3 separate regions of the Sus scrofa genome follow, and all the other regions are linked to region 1. A link is a contact called in public HiChIP or PLAC-seq data. All regions are on one chromosome and are shown on one strand. Each heading gives the region's core, a stretch centred on a gene start, on an enhancer-like site or on the middle of the called end of the contact. The rest is flanking DNA. Distances are from core to core; before and after follow the strand shown. Region 1 overlaps NOL4L (nucleolar protein 4-like). Region 2 overlaps HCK (tyrosine-protein kinase HCK). Region 3 overlaps TM9SF4 (transmembrane 9 superfamily member 4).

The links. HiChIP or PLAC-seq counts read pairs in DNA pulled down with a chosen protein or histone mark.
Region 2: a contact with region 1 is called in an H3K27ac HiChIP or PLAC-seq map of alveolar macrophages. The contact joins two enhancer-like sites. A contact is called at or near these places in 1 of 47 Hi-C or Micro-C datasets (fetal skeletal muscle) and 1 of 2 datasets of contacts at active chromatin or transcription factors (alveolar macrophages).
Region 3: a contact with region 1 is called in an H3K27ac HiChIP or PLAC-seq map of alveolar macrophages. The contact joins two enhancer-like sites. A contact is called at or near these places in 1 of 5 promoter capture datasets (liver) and 1 of 2 datasets of contacts at active chromatin or transcription factors (alveolar macrophages).

Annotation. Positions count from the first base shown.
Region 1 is chr17:36,074,918-36,079,033 of Sscrofa11.1, forward strand. It overlaps NOL4L (nucleolar protein 4-like), which reads right to left. Exons shown (of 11, transcript XM_021077429.1): 11 at 1-475. The coding sequence ends at 255. Among named protein-coding and RNA genes, the nearest start is that of ASXL1, 91 kb to the left of the region's middle. Within about 2 kb of position 1,819, at least 12 of the 83 cell types and tissues checked have an H3K27ac peak or open chromatin away from gene starts, as enhancers often do. A contact at or near this core is called in alveolar macrophages, where this site is marked.
Region 2 is chr17:35,742,484-35,746,599 of Sscrofa11.1, forward strand. It overlaps HCK (tyrosine-protein kinase HCK), which reads left to right. Exons shown (of 13, transcript XM_021078145.1): 11 at 3,963-4,116. Among named protein-coding and RNA genes, the nearest start is that of TM9SF4, 21 kb to the right of the region's middle. Within about 2 kb of position 1,743, at least 6 of the 83 cell types and tissues checked have an H3K27ac peak or open chromatin away from gene starts, as enhancers often do. A contact at or near this core is called in alveolar macrophages, where this site is marked.
Region 3 is chr17:35,769,492-35,773,607 of Sscrofa11.1, forward strand. The region is part of intron 1 of TM9SF4 (transmembrane 9 superfamily member 4); the gene reads left to right. Among named protein-coding and RNA genes, the nearest start is that of TM9SF4, 6.4 kb to the left of the region's middle. Within about 2 kb of position 1,705, at least 1 of the 83 cell types and tissues checked has an H3K27ac peak or open chromatin away from gene starts, as enhancers often do. A contact at or near this core is called in alveolar macrophages, where this site is marked.

The sequences.
Region 1 (4,116 bases), core at 569-3,068:
TCAGGGGGAGCCCCAGCCCTTCCAGAGCTGCCCCGTCGGCCTCTTCCAAGCAGGTCAGAGCACCCGTGTGGTGAGATTCCAAAAAAAAAGTGTCCTTGTGCCCAGAGTCTCAGGCGCTTGGAGTGTGGCTAGAAACAGCTCTTCTGGATCCACCTCTTTCAAAAAACAAAAGGTACCAACTGGTGAGGCGGGAAGCCGGTCCGGGGCTGGGAGAGCCTCCTTCCCTGGGGCAGTGCACTCCGGGTGCCGCTGGGTCAGTTCTGCTGCAGGATGAGGTTTTCCAGTTCGTCTGCCGAGCGCAGCAGGAAGGCAGCGGACTCCCGGTAGCCGGCGATGAGCTGCCGGACAGCGCTGATCTCCGTGGGGCTGAGCTGGGCGGTGGGCATGGTCCGGCTGGTGCTGTTGCTGGAGGGCGTGGGCGTGGGCGCCGTGGACGTGGTGGAGGCCCCGCCTTTCATGCTGAGGTCTGTGGGCCCTGCGGAGAGGGAAAGCCAGGGTGAGCAGGGCGGCAGACACCGGGCGCGGCCTCCTGATGCTATCCTCGTCTGGCTCGCTGGTTATACCCCCAGGGCCTAGAAGGGGGCCTGCAGGTGAAACATGGTGTTTGTTCCCTGTGAGCCCCCAGGGTGATCCTGCCAGGAAGGGGACCTTATCATCATGTGTGACTGGGGAGGCAGCTGGCGCCTGAAGGGGCAGCAGTTGGCTGGAGATGGCACTGTGCACGTGCATGTGTGGCTCTAAGATACTGCTGGCACTGTGTGGAGAGAGGCAGGGCTGGACTGTGCCTCAAGGGAAAGGGGCTGGAGGAGCAGGCTCAGGAAGGTGCTGGGAGGGCTAAGCCCTTTCCCGATGGGCTGCAACACCTCAAACTCCCTTGACTTTGATGAGTTCTTCTGCGTCCAAATGAGGTGGACGGGCGATGCTGCGAGGGCGGGAGAGTGTGGGCTGGCCGTGTGAGGGTCGCCGTGTGGGGACAGGACCCAGAGCAGCCACCTCCCCTTTGCCCTGGAACGTACCAGCAAAGAGAGAGCCTCAAGGCTTACTGAAACGTACTGGGCTATGTGGTGGGGCCACCAGGTCCTGTCTCCTCTCCACCTTTCCCAAACAGCTCTTGCCATCGGGCAAGCCTGGCCTGGTGGTCTGCTCCACAGGAGATTCTTAACTACCCCAGGCCCCAGCCCTCAGCTGCAGCACAGTGAGGCTGTGGTGGGGCGAGCCATGCCAGTGAGACCCTCAGCACTGGCAAAGGGCTTCCAGGAAGCATGGAAGCTCCTAGAATTTAAATTCAATTTAATTCAATTCTTTGTTCAATTCTGTGTTCAATTCTTTCGAGGTGTTCAGCAAGCAAACAGCCAAAGGAAGGGATCTGGCGGTGTGGGACCTCCTTGGGGAGCCTTCTCCGAGTCACTCTCCCTATGCCCGCACCCCCCTCCCCAAGCAGAAGTTATCTTACTTGGGTGTGTGAGGCTGTACTCAGTTACCAGCCATCTCCCTGATACCCCATTAGTTCTGACAGCTGGTTTCACTCATTATTGCATCTACAGTAGCAGTTTTTATGGTGCTACAGCGATGGACAAGCGCTTGTCACTAGAGACATCTAGACCGGAAGTTAAAACCTTGGAAGAAATTACAGAAACTCGACTGTTGCCAAAAAGAAGCTGGTGCGGACCCCAAATGGGGAAGGAAGTTGGAATCTAAGATGGGACAGCTTGTCACATGGGATTAACTTCCTCTTTGACAAGAGAACATGAATGTCAAATGGGAGGCCCCAGGAACTGGCTTGCTAAGGAACATCCCTGGACTTGCGCGTGCTGGCTCCTGGCTGCTGCCAGGTTTGATCCCCTCTGGACACTGCCTGGGGATGGCAGAGGAAGGCTAGAGTCACCTGCTACAGCTGGTGTGAGCTGGCTTGGGCTTCCTCTCTATCCTCCTGCCTCCCCCAAGCCTTGTCCTCTTCAGTCCTGGGCTCAGAGCTGTCCCTCTGACTCTCCCTGTCGGGCTCTGGTTCGAGGCAGACACTCAGGTGGCCGGGTGATTACTAGAGGGGCAGGAGTGGGCAGAGCTGCCCAGCACCCAGGCAGGACAGTCTCTCTGGGCTGATGTGCATTTTCAGATCCAAGCGTGAGCAAAGTGAGGAGCTCTGACCCGCTAATACCACTGCCCAGCCAAGGTGCCAAACTGATCAAACCCTTGTTTAAGCATCCTGTTTTTCTTTCTTTTTTCGCCACGCCCAAAAAAACTCATGTTGCAGCAGTGACCCAAGCTGATGCAGTGACAATGCTTCAGCACAGGAGAAATGCCCATACCCTGGTTAAAGGGCTGCCACTGGGAGGGCAGTGAGACTGGGACTGCCTGTGGAGTTCTTCCAACTGCAGGATTCAAACCCGGTGCTCACAGGACATGTGCTGCCCAGATAAGGAGGTCAGTGGGAGGATCTCTGCCTCCGTGACCTCACCACCTTCCTGGCTCTGAGAAGCCAGGGAGACCAAGGTACAGTGGCAGAGCTAGTGCCTTCCTTGAAGCCTCTCTGGCCAGTGTGTGAACAGGGTGAGGAGGGTAGCAGGCCCGGCCCTCAAGGGAGGCCAATGGGGCAGCCCTGACAGCTGTGGCGTGAGACAGGCCCTGCTGTGTGGCACCAGTGGGGGCTTATCATCATGGCCCGCCACCTGGGAAGGACTCTCCCCATGCACAACGGGGGCTCTAACTTCCCTGCCCTGGCACCTGTCTCCAGACACACTCTAACAGGGCCCTCACTCAGCAGGGCTGTCAGACGGGGCTTCTTCCTGGACAGAAAGCAGGAAGCCATTCTGTCCCTTGCTGCAGCCGGCCACTTTGGCCTCAGCCTCGGGGATTAGGGCCAGGCAGCCTCTTATTTTAGGTTAAGAGGCATTAGGAAGGGATGAGAACTTAAGCCCAGGCAGGAATCTTCCAGGGACCCACACATACTTCCTGGGGGGCGGGGGGGCAAGGTGAGTGGAGGGTGCCCGGGCTTTCTGCCAGGGGTAGGGAGGGATTGGCCCCTTTCCTCGCGGCCCAGGAACAGGGAGGGTCTCCTGCAGCCACAGACTGGGGGCTTCAGGAATTCTCAGGCACATTCAGCCAAGAGCTAACACCAGAGTCTCCTCTAACCTACTCCTCCAGCAGCAGCTTGCTGTCACCCCTGGCTCTTCCTCTCACCTCCGAAGGTCTCCCAGAGCACACTGCTCCTGCCTCCTGTCCACCCCATTAAAGCCTCACCAAAACGCAGACAGCACCAGGCTTAAAGCCTAACTGTGGCTTCCCCTGCACACAGGAAATCCAAAGGCCTGGCTCAAGAGGCCCTGGGATCCCCTGCACCCACACCCGCCAGCTCCTGGAGGCCAGCCGGCTCCTCTCCACCAGGGAACCCGCTCTTGCCCTGCTGCGGCCACCACCCAGGTCTCAGTGTGAAAGGGCCTGTGGTCCCCACTCAGGGCAGCCCCTAACCTCCATGGTGAGGTTTCTATCTTTTGGAGATTTTTTACTTCAATATTGGTCTGTGTCTGTCCACATCAGAATCTCCTGAGAGGAGTTACAGGGAGCATCTAGGGAGTCACTGGCTCATGGAGGAGGGAGGCACAGAAGGCTAACCATTGCCCCAAATGGGGCCCCACAGTGCAAGGACCAGGGCTGAGGCCCTGCACCCAAGTGAAAGAAACTTCACCTCATGGGTAAAGGTCATGAGCCGTGGCCTGGAGCAGGAGGTGACCTGCCTGAAGCCGCTGCAGCTGGACTAGGCCAGGCAGGGGCCAGATCAACTGCCATCCACTCTGTGAGACCTGGGCCAGCAACCATCTCACTGGGACTTGTCATCTGGGGTAAGACGAGGGCGTGGGGAGGCTCAATTCAGGTGAAAAGCAGGGCTTCGGCTGGGACTCTGCTCACAGTGACCCTTGAGGTGCAGGAGTGCGGGGACAGAACCAGGGAGAGGCCCAGCAAGCCTCCTGGGCGGCGAGGAAGGAGTGGCAGGCTGTTAGTTTTAACCTTGCCTTCTAACCTAAGGACTGACTAAGACTATGAGCTGGGGAGACTGCCTGTGCCAGGAAGGAGTCACTGTCCCTGTGGCCTCTGCTGCCCCACCTGCCCTGCCCCCTTCCC
Region 2 (4,116 bases), core at 493-2,992, 330 kb before region 1:
TTGGGCAGTCTGGAGATGACTAAGGCAGAGCTCATTTGGGTATGCAAATCCTGGGGAGGGACGGGGCAGGGGTATAATAAAAAGGCTTTACCTTCAAGCCTAGAATGCCAGGGGCATATGGAAATCAAGGCCTGGCATCTTCCTGTCACTGGGCCCTCTGGGGGAACAATAGTCTGGCCTGTTGCTAAACTATGATTGTCTAACTGGCAGAAACCTTGCTGGGTGTAAGGTCACTGGCTGGGGCAAGGGCCACTCTCCACATTACATAGACAGGAAAAGAGAAACCACAGGAGGGCAAGAGGTTCCAGGCCCTTGTGCATCCAGGAGCAAAGGTAGACTCAGAGCCCGGGGGCAGGAAGGAAGACCTGGGGGCCTGGTCTTCACCTCCAGTCCCAGAGAGGCTGTACAGCCTCAGATCCACAACGGGTCTCAGCCCCTTTATTTGTCAAATCAGGGAACTGGACATCTCCATGGGTCTCTAGTTTGCAAGCTTTTTTTCCTTTTTTTTTTTTAAACCATAACTTTATTGGTCAAATGAGTCATATAGAGCAGCCAAAAACTTAAAATAGGTCAAAACAGAGCTGCTCTGGTTGAAGGAGGTGGCCTTTTTTTTTTGTCCCCCAATCCTCAAAGTGACTTTGAGGTTATCAGCTGGATTCAGTGTGAAGAGCCCTGAGCTGGAATATCTCTACAGGCCCTTCCAGCTGATTCTGTGCTTCTCCCCTAATGCTCTCAGAAGCAAATCCACATCCCAATGCCTGACATCATGGCAGCCCACTTGGTGGTCATGAAATCCTACCACCTCATCGGCCGCCAGTGCTTAGACCAGCCCTGAACCCAATAAACCTATCTGCTGTTCATGTAGTTGACAAACCCTTGAGAAGCAACACTCGACGTACAGGGGCTTAGGAATCACATAGAGTTTTGCTACTGACCCCAGCTCTGCCTGGGTAGCTTTGAGCAAACTGCTTAACCTCTCTGAGCACCACTTCCCGCAATCATTTTGGCCACTGACGTGAATACTTATGTATCAGACTCTGTTCTACGCCCCTGATGTAAACTTAAGAGTACTAATCCTCACGTGACCCCATGGAAGAAGGTTCTGTTGTCCCCATTTTACAGAGAAGAAAAGTGAGGCACAGAGGGGTGAAGTAGCTTGCTCGAGACCACAGGGATGTGGGCTCAAATTGAGCTGGTCCAACCCAGAGTCACCTAGGCCTTATGGTCTGCTGTCTCCTGAGTGGGGTTAGTCCCACCCGTCCCACGGAGCTCATGGGCTCATGCGTGTCTGCCCCTGGGTACTGAAAAAATGGTACCCAGCATTAGTGCCTGCTCTGTGCCAAAAATTCAGGTAGAGTAATGGAGAAGCACACAGACCCTGAGCAGGGCTGTCAGATTTCCAGTCCTTGGGCCAGCGAGTTATTTTTCTGGGGTTCAGTTTTTTTGTGCTGGCATCAGTAGGACATCCCCCAAAACGGAGAACAAATCCTATTTAAGTATCATCTTAGGAGTAATGAAAAAGCTACAACGTCTGCCATTTATGCGATAGACATTGTTCTTCTAACTGTTCTTCTAAGAACTCCTTGTAAATTTTCCCCGCCCTCTAGGCCAAGACTCCATCCCATCCCACCCAAATCAGAATCAGAAAGTCACTGTTTTGTTGGAAAAGCTGGAGCCTCAGACCTCAGTGCCAGTGGCCACAGGTGCCCCCTGCTGGCCACTTTCCACAAGTGCACCATCCACTCGCCTCAACCCTTGAAGAGGCTGGTGCCTTGGTTTTGTCTGGCTGGTCACCCCACCTCCCCAGATAATCTCACCAGATTGTATACAGCTGCAGTTCTCCAGAGCTCTGGAGTTTGGGGTAATTAGAGGCAGCATGGGGCACTGGGAGTGGAAACCCACAGACTGGTTTGAGTCAGAATTTCCCTGGTGGTAAAAAAAAAAAAAAAAAAAAAGAATTTCCCTGGCAGTGTGATCTGAAAAAGGCATCCCCCCTCTGTACAAGAGAGATAGTGATAATGCCTGGCTCGAGCTCAAGGACATGGAAGGCCAGTTTATGAACTATAAATGCTTTTTTCCAAGTTTCCGAAGGTTAATCATAAACCTCTTTATGAGAGTTAAGGCACAAACCCTTAGAAGTGAAAAACATCTCTAAGGAAAAATCCCCCATCTTTGTGTCAGGTTTCCCGGGACCCACTGTGAATAAGAATCCTCCACACAGTCTATTAGTCACTCAGCAGCCATGATGACATTAAAATACACATCAACCATGGCACTCTCCTGCTCTAAGCCTCCTATCTTCCCTTCAGGCTCAGAATGCAAACTAACTTCTTTTCTAGTACAAACTACAGCAGCACCCTCTCCAGCTCAACTCCCCCCACTTTCCCTGTGGCATCTTCTGCTCAGCCGCCCATCCCATGAATCCCCAAGCTCATTCCTAGACTCTGGGCCTTTGCACATGACACTGTCTCTGCCAGGAATGCTCTTAATTTGCCACATTTATTATCATCACTCAGATCTTTGCCCAAAATTCACCTCCACAAAACAGCCTTCCCTGACCACCCAATCCAAAACAGCCCTCTACACTTCCTGTCCTGGTACTGGCTTTATCCTTTCTTTATGGTACTTATTACCACCTGCAGGGACTTTGCCTGGCTCCCCACCTGTACAAGTAATGCCTCGTACCCACGAGACACTCAGAAGGTATTTACTGAGCGACTAAATGAATTTTCCTTATCCCACCTTGAGGATGAGGGAGGCACAAGAGATATTGCAGACATATAGCACAGAGAACTCCACCCAGTATTCTGTGATAATCTCTGTGGGAAAAGAATCTGAGAGAGAATGGATATGTGTTTATGACTGGGTCACTTTGGTTTTTGTTTTTTTTTAAGAGCTGTACCTGCAGCATATGGAAGTTCCCAGGCTAGGGGTCAAATTGGAGCAGCAGCTGCCAGCCTACACCACAGCCACAGCAATGAAGGATCTGAGCCACGTCTGCAACCTACACCACAGCTCACGGCAACGCCAGACCCTTAACCCAATGAGCAAGGCCAGGGATCGAACCCATATCCTCATGGTCACTAGTCGGGTTCATTACTGCTGAGCCACAATGGGAACTCCTGAGTCACTTTGTATAATTCTGTACAATTTCTGTACAGCAGAAATTGTCACAACCTTGTAAATTAACTATACTTCACTAAAACTTAAAAAAAAAAAAACCCACCCAATACCCACTCCCTCAAAAAAAAAAAAAAGAGAGAGATGCAACAGAATATGATGTGAGCCTAGGTTGTTTCCGGAAAGGGAGATAGGGATGAAAGCCCGTGTGTGTGTGTGTGTGTGTGTGTGTGTGTGTGTGTGTGTGTGTGTGCGCGCACGCATACAGTTCCTAGAAAAATAATGTTTTTTGGAGTTCCCATCATGGCGCAGTGGTTAACAAATCCAACTAGGAACCATGAGGTTGCGGGTTCGATCCCTGGCCTTGCTCAGTGGGTTAAGGATCCGGCGGTGCGGTGAGCTGTGGTGTAGGTCACAGATACAGCTTGGATCCCGTGTTGCTGTGGCTCTGGCGTAGGCTGGTGGCTATAGCTCCGATTAGACCCCTAGCCTGGGAACCTCCATATGCCACGGGAGCGGCCCTAGAAAAGACCAAAAATAAATAAATAAGTAAATAAAATTAAAAAATAATGCTTTTTCCTCCTCCAAGTGTTCTCTTGAAGTCTTGGAACTCTAGAGAAAAGCCCCAAACTGACCCAGGCCCTGAAGATCCCCTCCACCTGGCTAGGTAGACAGAGAAATGTCCATCTGAGCCCGGGACCCTCCCACAAAAAAGGGGGGTGGGAGCTGGTGCATGTACTTTCCAGCCGTCTCACACTGGGACACTCTTCTGCTTTTGGGTGGGACCCCCACCGTGGGTTGGGCCAGATCTGAGCATAAGGGTGTCTCTGTTTTGGGTGAAGATTGCAGAAGGCATGGCCTTCATCGAGCAGAGGAACTACATCCACCGTGACCTCCGAGCCGCCAACATCTTGGTGTCTGGGTCCCTGGTGTGCAAGATTGCTGACTTCGGCCTGGCCCGGGTCATCGAGGACAATGAATACACAGCTCGGGAAG
Region 3 (4,116 bases), core at 455-2,954, 310 kb before region 1:
TGGTGTTTTGTGTCTGCCTTTTTTTGCATGGCATAATGTTTTCAAAGTTCATCCATCCTGTAGTAGTACTTCATTCCTCTTTATGGTCAAGTAATATTCCGTTGTATGGATAGACCTCATTTTGTTTATCCTTTCATTAATTGATGAACTTCAGGATTTTTTTCCCACTTTTTGGCTGTTACAAATAATGTTGCTATGAACATTTTGTGTACATTGTTTTTGCATGAACATATGTTCTCAGTTCTTGAGTATATACCTGGGAGTGAAATTGCTGGGTCAGTTCTCACTGCTTTGAGGTTGCTTGGATTTGATCCAGTCCAGACGCAGGAGAATAGCCTGAATGACCTCAAGTTTCCTTTGAGCAGTTGGAAGCAGTGCTAGCCAGCAACCCCCGCCCCACCCCAGGCAGAAACATAGGAACCGCTTTCAGTAGTGGAATCAGGATGATAGAGGCCTGGAATGGGAGGTAGGAGGCCTGGACTCTGCCACCAGTCCTGGTGGGCCTCACATGTGCATGGGCTTCGGCCCATTGAGGAAGGAGCACTGGAGCAGGAGTCAGCAGCTAGGGCTTAGTTCCAACACTTCCACTGATCCACCATATGGCCTGGGCCTTTGACTTTGTTGGTCTGTTTCCATGTATATCATATGTGAACTTAAGATTTAGACTTGAGGATTTCTAAATTCCATGTTGATAATTTTGTGGTTTAGAATACTTTAATGTGACTTTTTTCTAATATGCCTATAAAATCAGATTTGGGTATTTTTCATGGTCATTGTCCCTGTGGTCTTTCCAAGCTACTGGCTGTTGGTTGTGTTGTCTGGCCTCTCGAGTTGTTCCACCTGGCACGTATTCTACAGGAGCCACTGTGTCCTTGGAGTTGAAGTACGAGCACCAGGCCTTGGTACAAATGTGTTTCTCTGAGGAATCCCTTTAAAGGAGTATCCTTAATCCCCTCGGGAAGCCCAGACAAGGCAGAGATGGCATTAAATTGCCTCTTGGTTTCTCTTTTACAACTTGGACAAAAGTTCCCCTTTGATCTCAGCAGTAGAGAAGCAGGTCATAGAATGTTGGAGAAAGTTGGGTTTTGATCTCTGGGCACTGGCAAGAAGGTGGGAAGGACCCAGGATGAACAGGGCCATCTGGCCACAGACAAATAGTAGAAGCCACCTACCACCCCAAACACTTTGATCCCTGAACCATTATGCTGACACTGGTATCTCATGGCTGGGGACACCCAGGACTTCTCTGTTCATCTCATTTCTCTTCATTGCGTCTTTCTCTGCCCCCTACCATGATTTCTCACCTATGCCCAAGCATTACTCTGACAGACCTCACAGGGTTTGAAATCCAAAGGTTTTATATTCAGAGGGTATGCTAAATATTAGCAGCAGTTCTTAAGAAACAAAATCAAATCACAAATTGGAGCTGAATTCTTTTTTTTGGTTGTTGTGGGGTTTTTTTTGGTTTTTGTTTGTTTGTTTTTGTTTTTCTTAGGGCTGTATGTGCAGCATATGGAGGTTCCCAGGCTAGGGGTCAAACCAGAGCTGCAGCTGCTGGTCTACACCACAGCCATAGCAATTCGGGATCTGAGTTGCGTTTGCAACCTACACAGCTCACAGCAATGCTGGATATTTAGCCCACTGAGCAAGGCCAGGGATCAAACCCACATCCTCATGAATATTAGTCAGCTTTGTTACAGCTGAGCCACCAGGGGAACTCCCTGGAGCTGAGTTCTTAAGCCAGTTCCAGAGGAAGTCTGGGTACCTTGGTGAAGTCACTTAACATCTTTGGGCCCTCAATTTCCAGTGAAGTAGCTCAGATGCTATAAGCTGACAGTTTATGGACCACATCTTCACATGGACTTGATTTGGGTTGTGGACAGGTTGGCAGGCAAAGAACTTTACATTTTTTTCTAGTTAGTTGCCAATGTTTAATAATTGGGAGATTTCACATTACAAAAAAAAAGTGTAGATTTTCATTTTCTCTTGAAAATTTGGTCCCAAATTCCCCATGCAGGGCCCAGTTTGTCACTTTCTTTCACTCCCTCTTATCTTATTCCTTCGCAGCTTCACCATTTAGGTAACTTGCGTGGCCCTGCTAGGTGACTGAATTTGCAACCCCTGAATTAGGTGGTCTCTCTGTAAACTTTTTCCTAGCTTGACTTTCTGATTCAAAAGCAATATTAAGGGTTTGTGGTGATTCCCTCTGTTACCTAACCTCGAGGGGAAAATTTCTGTTCATAAGATACATTTCAGTTGATAAACCGTATACCCATCCATTATTCCATCTAATTCTTACAAAAGCCCATTTTACAGATGAAGAAACTAAGGTTTTTGTCTAAGGACTCAGGCTAGAATCTGACACTCTGATTGGTTTTATTACTTTGGGCAAACTATTACTTCTTTAACCTGTTACTTAAATTGTGTGAGATAAAATAGATATAAAATTTATTATTTAAACTATTTTAAGTGTACGGTGGCATTAAGTACATTCACATTATTTTGCCACCATCACCATCCTCCATCTTCAGAACTTTTTCCTCTTTACCAGTTTCCCTATGTTTAAAATGAGGATGATACTCTCCTCAAAGGATTGTTGTAATGACTAAATGAAATATGAGATGAACATGCCTAGTGCAAAGAGAGCTCTCTGTAACTTTCCTACTCCAAAGCTTGAAGCCTTTAGAGGAGCTGAACCGCCTAAGCCTAATGCTTGGGCTAACTGAGAGTCCTTTTATAAATACCTAAGCAGGAGAGGGCAGGTCAGTGCATTTTTTTTTTTTTTTTTTATGTTTTATTTCTGCACTTTCTGGCCTCTAGGTTTGGGTCTGGGTGTCTTGCTTGATGAGGGTAGTTATTAGTTTCACCTGGACTTTCCCAGCCTGCTGCAGGCTGTCCCTTATCCCTAAAGAACAGTTTTGAATCTTTATGTATCTCTGCTCAATAGTTACTCTGTGTCTATGGGCTCTGAAATAAAGGCTACATTTTCAGAGTCTCCTGTGGCTAATCCGGTTCTGGTTTTTTTGTTTTGATTTGTTTTTTGCTTAGTTCTTTAGCTCCATTGAGGCTGCTTGGTAAGTGGTCATTAGCTGTCATTAGCTGTCCTTCATGTGTGGTTGAATTCTTAGGGAGCTTGAACTGATTAGGTAATTGATTTCAGTTCGCTGTTGGCAAACTAAGCCCCAAAGCCTTTTAATTTTTCTTTGTTCTTTTTTTCACCCCCTTTATCTGGGGAGCAGTTATTGAGTGATCTTAAAATGGTGACTGTATCTTTGAAAAAGAAAAAGAAGAATCTGACTTGCTGTTAAGGGAAGGTGCTGCTTTTGCAGCAGGAAAAGCATGGAATAGGAACCAGGAAGGCTGTTCGGATTGGCCAGACTGTATCCTAGGTGATGCTGTTTATGGGAAAGAAGACTGCAGGCAGAAGGCTCCAGAAAATAAAAGGTTAATTTTGGGCCACAGAGAAATGTGAGTGAATGAAATGATTTTCAGTTCTCTGGGGAAACTTCCTTGTTTTCTTTGGAAGAAGTTAATTGTTGATACCTCTTAAACTGGGTGGTGCAAATTTAGGGAGGTGAAGGGTACCTATTGGTCCTAGTAGGCCTTCATTGGGCTGTTTGGGAGAAAATTTTCTGTGTATTCAGTGCCCCAAAATAAAATAGGGAGGGCAAGACCTTGATTCTTAGGTCTTTTGAGTTTCATGAGTTTCCAGGTCGTCCATCTCTTTGCCAGTGATGGCGTGAGAGATTACAGCACAAAGAGCTTCTAGGTTGCCATCACCTTGTTTCTCAACATGCTGCCTTTGCAGTCTCTTGACTTAGAAACCAAGTAGAGCAAAATAACGTTGAATGCACTGGTTCACCTCTCTCAGGACTCCCACTCCTTTCATGGCTCTGAACATGCAACAGATATCTGCTAAATTGGCTTTTCAGACTGAACCTTGCATGAGAATTCCTGTGACAGTCAATTAAAAATTAAAGGTAGGTATAAAGGAATTTCCTAAGAAGCAGGTACTTTGCTTCTCCCTAATTTCCTTACAGAAATGAACTGTAGGTCAAATATCCTCTATCAGGCTGTCAGGGCTGCAGAGGAGATTAAGTCAGATAATTACAGAAA